Regions from separate parts of the Ovis aries genome. Here region 1 is linked to region 2. Evidence: chromatin contacts called from public Hi-C data. All regions are on one chromosome and are shown on one strand. Each heading gives the region's core, a stretch centred on a gene start, on an enhancer-like site or on the middle of the called end of the contact. The rest is flanking DNA. Distances are from core to core; before and after follow the strand shown. Region 1 overlaps ACVR1 (activin A receptor type 1). Region 2 holds the start of ACVR1 (activin A receptor type 1).

Region 1 (3,349 bases), core at 594-3,093, 97 kb after region 2:
GTGGGGAGCCTGACGGCGAGCTGAGTGGGCTCAGCTCCGCCCCTCGTGGGGCGCACAGTCTGGAGGGGAGACTTGGAAGTGGGACAGCCATGCAGACACGTGTGTGTGAGTGCAGATAGGGGCTCCTGCTTTACACTTGGGGGTGTGAACAAAGGCTCCTCTGAGGAGAATGAGGTGAGATCTGAAGGGAAGACGGGCACAGACTTGAGGGTGGGGGCTATCCTCAAGAGGGAACCCCAGCATCCCATGGTGGGGAATTCCATACCTAGCAGACCTGGGCTCCTGAAGCAGGAGGAACCCTTCCCGGAACCAAGGGGATCAGAGGTGAGGCTGGAAAAGTGGAGAGCAGGTCAGCCAGGGCAGGGTGACCATGGTGTCTCCCCCCGTTTTTGAGGGATACAGGGTCGCAGCTTGTGGGATCTTAGTTCCCTGACCAAGGATTGAACCTGGGCCCCAGCAGTGGGAGCACCGAGTCCTAACTGCTGGGAATTCCTTGTGTATCTCCCTTTTGAGGGTCATGGAGTCAGGCTTGTAGATCTGAAATGGAGGCACCATTAGCTCAGTGAGGGAACCCTGGAGAAAGGGCACATTTAGAGTGGAGGCATCGTGAGTTCAAAATTGTGAAAACCCTACTATTATTTTTTATTGTCGTTATTCTAATTTATATGTGATCCTATTCAATTGCCCCTATTCCTATTTTCTTTTTGGCTTGTAAAACTTTACCAAATATCAATTTCTCTGTTCAGGTTAAAAAAAAAAATGATTTGGGTTCCCTAAGTGGATGTTTTATAATGAGAGCATTTAGGCACCTGGGTGTCTTTTATTTCCAAGCATATAGCCTGCTTTCTTGCCAGACCATCAAATGCCCTTCACTAGGCAGTCTGGACAGACCTTTGTGTTTCTGTCTCAGGAGCAGGCTTGCTGGCAGTGATACCTGGCATTGCAAAATCCTTCCGTAAGCCTTTGTTTAATGCCAGAGATCTCAAATGCTGAAGATTCTGGAAAGGTGCCATACTGCACTCTCGGATTAGGAGCTGATGGAAGGCCTCCCGTATCTATGAGCCTAATAGAAGCTGTCATTTCAAATGAATGAACTGTTTATACTGTTGGAAGAAGTCCACGGATGTTTGGGGCTCCTTTTTTAGCCTATAAAGTCCTGAGATATTGGACAATAGTCTAGTAGACAGCAGTCTAATCATTACAGTGTTGTTTGTGCCACTCTGAGGTGAGTTTGTAAGAAATTCAGCTGTTCCTTTTGCTGATTCCTGGGATCACAGTTAAGGCTGGTTGACTCAGAGCATTTTCTCATTTGTCTTCTATGTCAAACACTTCAGTGGGAAACGTGGGGTTTTGTGCACCATTAGGAATGATCATCAACCGAAATGCCTTAGAGCATTCTGGAGTGCATGACTGGGCAGGTGGGCAGGAGAACATAGAAATCCCTTCATAGTGTGCATAGGTTGCTCAAGTCCCGCTTAAGACATGAATGTGGGTCCTCTTGCTCTGAGGCACAAGATCATCCCAGACTGTGGACAGTCTCAGAAAATCCGCGATGCTCTTTGCTCTGCCTCTTCCTCTGCCAGTCCTGGATTAGGCTGTGAGAGTAGGTGTGTCCAGATGGTGAGCTGGGTATTGCCCAGAACAAGGAGAATCTTTTAAAAGATTCGGCCTTGGTGAACCCCTGGGATCCCCAGTCTGAGCCTGTGGTTGCAGAGCCAGCCCCGGATCCTTCCAGGTGGTGCCGAGGACTCCCTGCTGCTCCCAGCCAGACGTGGGCTGCCAGTGTGTTCACACAGGCCTGGTTCTGGGGCTCCAGAGGGCACAGGGTGCCAGCCATAACACTGAGTAATGCTGGGAGGTGCCTTTAGAACAAACAGTGTGGGTGAGCTCTGCACAGAGGGAATACCTCTGGCTTGACGTTTCAATTACTGAATTATTTAAATGAGCGTCAATTAGGTAGAGTAGACTGACTGCCTTCTGCCAGGGCACTTCCTGGTTATTTGCACAGGCAAGTGTAAAATGCTTCATATCAGATGTGGTGCTTCCTGGCTGGACTGTTGAAAATCAGTCACAGAAGGTGATTATCCTTCCTCGGTGCTCCCTGATGTGTAGTGTATTTATATCTCAGTCTGAGAGATTAGAGGTCCACAGACCCTTGTCTGTGGCCCTAAAAAGGGCTTTGTGATAATTCTCACACTTCCCCACCCCACCAGCCTACTCCAAATAAGATATCCCAGGCCTACACATGTTACGGTTATTCCTAAATTTTAACAAGATGAAAATAGTGAGTCATAGGCATTTGGGGGCCTGCTGTGTTTCTTAGAATTGTGAATATTAAGATCTGAAAATGGTACTACCTTGCTTTTAACCTGCTTTGTTGAATTAGTGATCCTGGCTCAGAAAATCCTCTTGGGGTCTCTTAGGTTGATCTACCCTGTTGGATAAGATTGCCAAAGTGGCGTTTAACTAATGTTTGGGTCTGGTGTAGATGTGTGTGGGGGTGCATGGGGTCATTCTTATATTCTTGTGAATTTAAAGTCTTTATATTTGGCTGTATAAGAAAACCTGATTCACTAAGGGCTCTGCCAATCAGTTATATGGGAATTCACAAATTAAGAAAAGTAAATGTTGGTGAAAAGCAAAATAGGAAGCAGAGTTAGTGGAGTTTTTATACTTTCCCATTTGCTAACTGCTGAACTGAACTCATGGTCCCATATCAGAGACTGAGTTAATTATTACATAGAGTTAAGAGTTGTCTTCCTTCTTTTTTCCTTTTTTCTGATTGTGGCAGGGAAGATCTGAAAACCTTGGTTTTTAACTTAGAGTATAACCCCACAGGATAAAATCTGATTAAGATCTGTACCCAGTTATGCCTGGATACACTGCAGGGTTGGGTCTAGTGGGCTGAATCTTGCTAAAGATGGTATGTACTTGAGGCTGCTCACTTCTGGCAATATTCTCTAGGTCACAGTTTAAACATCTGTCAGACCATCCCCATGTCCTTTGAAAAGCCAGACCTTGGCAAGGCAGGAGACATCTTGTGCCTGTGCGCCTAAAGTTTGGGCTCTGACTTTAAGAACTGAGTTCACTCTGAAGGCACATTAGAGAAATTATTGTCATTACTTTATTTCTTTTAATTGACTTTTAAAAAATTTTATTAGAACCACCAAGTGCAATTAATTCTTTGGTACCCTGAACCATCTGTTTCCATAGAATCAGTGATGAGTGAGCCCTCTATGGCCTGGGGTGGTCGTGGTTGTTCCTGGCAGACCGTACATGTAGCAAGTGAATGATTCATCCTCCTCTATTCATTATCAGTCTGTGGCCAGCTCCTCTCCTGTCTTATTTT
Region 2 (3,262 bases), core at 352-2,851:
GATCATCCATTTTCTTTGCAACCTTCTGCAGTACTGCAGTCACCCAGTAATGCCTGCTGCATGAATGAACCTGTAGAGATAAAAATACTTTATGGTATTACCATTTATTGCTTTCTTGCTTTTATTTGGCTTTGTGATAGGACTACATTGTAAACTTCTGGAGAGCAGAGAAAATGGCTTAGTGCTTTCCTTATACTCATCAGGCACCGTGCAAAATTTGATCCTCACATGCCTTTTTGATGCTCTGGATAATATTAGCACACTGGAGTGTTTTGTGTATCTAAGGACCGGGGTTGTCAACCTCTCTGTGTCGGGGAATGTTCCTTCCTTTCCACTGTAAGCTCCCATGGCGCCTAGGACAGGGCTAGATTACCGCAGAACACCAGCGCCCCCCCCCCCCCCCCGCCCCGACCCACCCCCCCGCCCCAAATGCATATTTTTATTCCTAAGGAGGCGGTCTGCGAAAATGGCAAGCTCTTGCATAACCCCAGACCTTGCGAGGAAATGAGCAAAGTGGAAGGGGATTTGAAGGCAGGTCAGAAATGGCCTGGGTGAGAATGCCGAGGCTTTTCTCTGCGCATCCAGCCTGAGTCAGCCCAGCAGGAGTCCAGCCGCGCACCGCCCGCAGTCCCGGGCCGGGAGGCAGTCGGCCCGCCCGCCCCGCGCGCCCCCCGGGAGCTGTCCAGACGGCCCCGCCCGCGCCTACCTGGGCACTCACCCCGCCGCGCGGCCTCTCCGCCTCCCACCCCGGCCGCAGGAGCCCGTCTTGGGCCTGCCCCGCCGCCTCCCCGCCTCCGAAGAGCCCCGCAGGCGGCGCGCTAGCAGCCTCCTCCGGGCGGGCCAGACAGCCAGGGGCGCGCCGGGGGCGGCTCGGCCAGGCTCGGCGGGGCTCGGCGGGCTCGCCCCCGGCCGGGCGCCTGCAGGGGGCGCGGGGACGGCCCCGCCCCGCCGTCTTCCCTCTCCCTCCCGGCTCCCTGGATCCGCGCCGGGAGGAAATGATGTGTTGCTGCCTGGTTAATCACAGCTCCAGACACTCATTGGCCGAGCGCTCCGCAGCCACTTCCTTCTCCTCCTCCTCCCGCTCCTCCCGCTCCGGCTCCGGCTCTTTGCAGCCGCCGCCGCCGCAGCCTGCCCCTCGGCGCTGGGGGAACTTTTCTACTCTCAGTGACCGTCCCCCCCGCGACTGCCCCCCGGGCCAGCCCCCATCCGGCCCGCCCCGCCCGCGGCCGTCCTCCCAGCCCGTGCCGCGGCGCCTCGGGAAGTTTATTCCGCCCGCCCTCCTCCCCTTCCTTCTCCTCCGCCTCCTCTTCACCCCGCCTCCCCTCCCTCCCCCGGCTCTTTACCCGGGGTGGCTGCCGCTGCCGCCGCCGCCGCCGCTGCTGCTGCCAGGCTGCTCTTCGGCCAGCCGCACCGGCCCCAGGGCTGGAAGGCACCCGGCCCCCCGCACCCGCCCGCCGCCGCCGCCGCCGCCGCCTCTCGGGGACGGCCGCCGGCCCTCAGCCCCGCGGAGTTCCGGGCTCCCTCGCCGGCTGCACCGCCCCGCCCCGCCCCGCGCCGACCTGCAGCGCCCGGCTGGCTAGCACTCCGCCTCCCCCCGGCTCAGCCCCCCGCAGCCGCCGGACAAGAGGTGAGGGCAGGTCGCCCGCCGCGCCAGCGGGAGCCCGGGGGACCGAGGGAGGGGAGAACCTAGCGGGAAAAGGGGCAGGAATTGGGGGTGGAGGGTGGGCGTCTGCGGTGCCTCCCCCTCGCTTTCATTCCTTTCTCCCCCCAAGCCGATTCACTCACGGTGAGGGAAGGAGCCGCGGAACAAAACTGTCTTGCGGTGGGCCTGAACTGCTGGTGGGATGTGGGAGAGGGCAGATGCATGGAGTGGGGTGGTCTCGGGTTTGCAGTGTGTGTGCCTGTAGTGAACTCCTTCAGGGTGTGCGCCTCAGACTTGTAAATCGATCTGGCCGCCTGACCACGGGGCTCACCTTCCCAGCTGAGCTTGGTAGAGAGTCAAGGGATGGGCAAATCACCCCCCACCCTCAAAATATCCGTCTCTTCCAAGAGGAATTTTCTGCTGGAGAGACAGCCAATAAACTCTGCTCAACGCCCTCCCTCCCTCCCTCCGTTCTTCCTAGCTGCAGTTTCAAAAAGCTTCAAAGCCAGGAATGTGGGATTCATCTTCCGATCCCCAGAAGGCAAATGTGGTTACAGATGTTGCACGGAACTTTGCCAAGTTTAAAACCCTTCCTTCAACACTGTAACCAAAACAGTGAGGCTGGAGCCGTGGGTGCGCTGGGGAGAGAGGTGGGCCTCTACCGTGCGGGAAGCACTCACTTCCGTCGGGTTCTAGACTGTTTCAGCTCTGTCCAATTTGTGCTAGGTAGGTCTCCCAATCTTCCCCGACCCTCCCTTTTTCCCTCTGGAGTTGTGAACGCTCCTTGCATGGGAAAGAAGCTGTAGAAGAAGCTCCTTAGGGAAGAAAACATTCCACTTAGTAGCAGAAGAAAAGTCTTGGTTAAAAAGTTGTGCTTTCTGTGGCTTTGGTAGAGAGACAGGAAAGTAATACAATGGATTTGTTAATTTCATTGGGCTTGCTTTCTTTTTTGAAGTGTGTGTGATGGGAGTTAGATTGTGAGAGAAGGGACTGATCTCATCCGCATTTTGTATATTTTTGAAAAGAGGCCTGGCATTTAAACACAGACTAGCCCAGTGGTTTTCAAGAATCCTGTTCCAGAGATGCAGACTACTCTGACAGCCCAAGGAAAGTCGGTGGCAAAAAATAGACACCACCTCCCCTTTCCCCCCCAAAAATTCTTCCTGGAAAGGTGGTGGTAAGAAATTTCAAGAGATGGGCTAATCCAAGTGGCGGGCCTTAAATGGAAACACTATAGTATGTCCTGGCACTTGTCTCTGGAGGTGGGTGGCTGGCGGGGGGCCCGGGCTCTGGCAGCCAGCAGACGCTAGACTTGTGCTGACCTCAGACACTGGCCTCGCCCTCCAGTTTTACAGTATGCTTGAGTGTGAAGCATGGATCTTCCCCATTTTGCTGATGGGGACACAGGGGTCGTGCGGGAGGTTATCTTAGGCCTAGACAGGATTTGGATCACCTGGCTTCTGAGACCAAACCACTTTTTTTCCTGATTCAGTTGTTTTTGTTTTCTGTCCTGGAATTAAAAAACAGAAGTCTTTTGAGGCTGAGATGCGTAATCCTTAGGCTGATGGAATTGTGTGTTGGATAATCACATTTCTACAATCAGCCCTTGTGAAGATACTC

Evidence for each region. A called contact is a pair of places that touch in the nucleus more often than the background predicts.
Region 1: a contact with region 2 is called in a Hi-C map of omental adipose tissue, with 2.2 times the contacts expected there. The contact joins the enhancer-like site here to the promoter of ACVR1 in region 2. A contact is called at or near these places in 9 of 16 Hi-C or Micro-C datasets (hypothalamus, liver, mixed tissues and 5 more).

The regions. Positions count from the first base shown.
Region 1 is chr2:151,932,283-151,935,631 of ARS-UI_Ramb_v3.0, forward strand. The region is part of intron 3 of ACVR1 (activin A receptor type 1); the gene reads left to right. Among named protein-coding and RNA genes, the nearest start is that of ACVR1, 97 kb to the left of the region's middle. Within about 2 kb of position 1,844, at least 17 of the 54 cell types and tissues checked have an H3K27ac peak or open chromatin away from gene starts, as enhancers often do. A contact at or near this core is called in liver, where this site is marked.
Region 2 is chr2:151,835,139-151,838,400 of ARS-UI_Ramb_v3.0, forward strand. ACVR1 (activin A receptor type 1) reads left to right here and starts at 1,602. Exons shown (of 11, transcript XM_060409911.1): 1 at 1,602-2,368.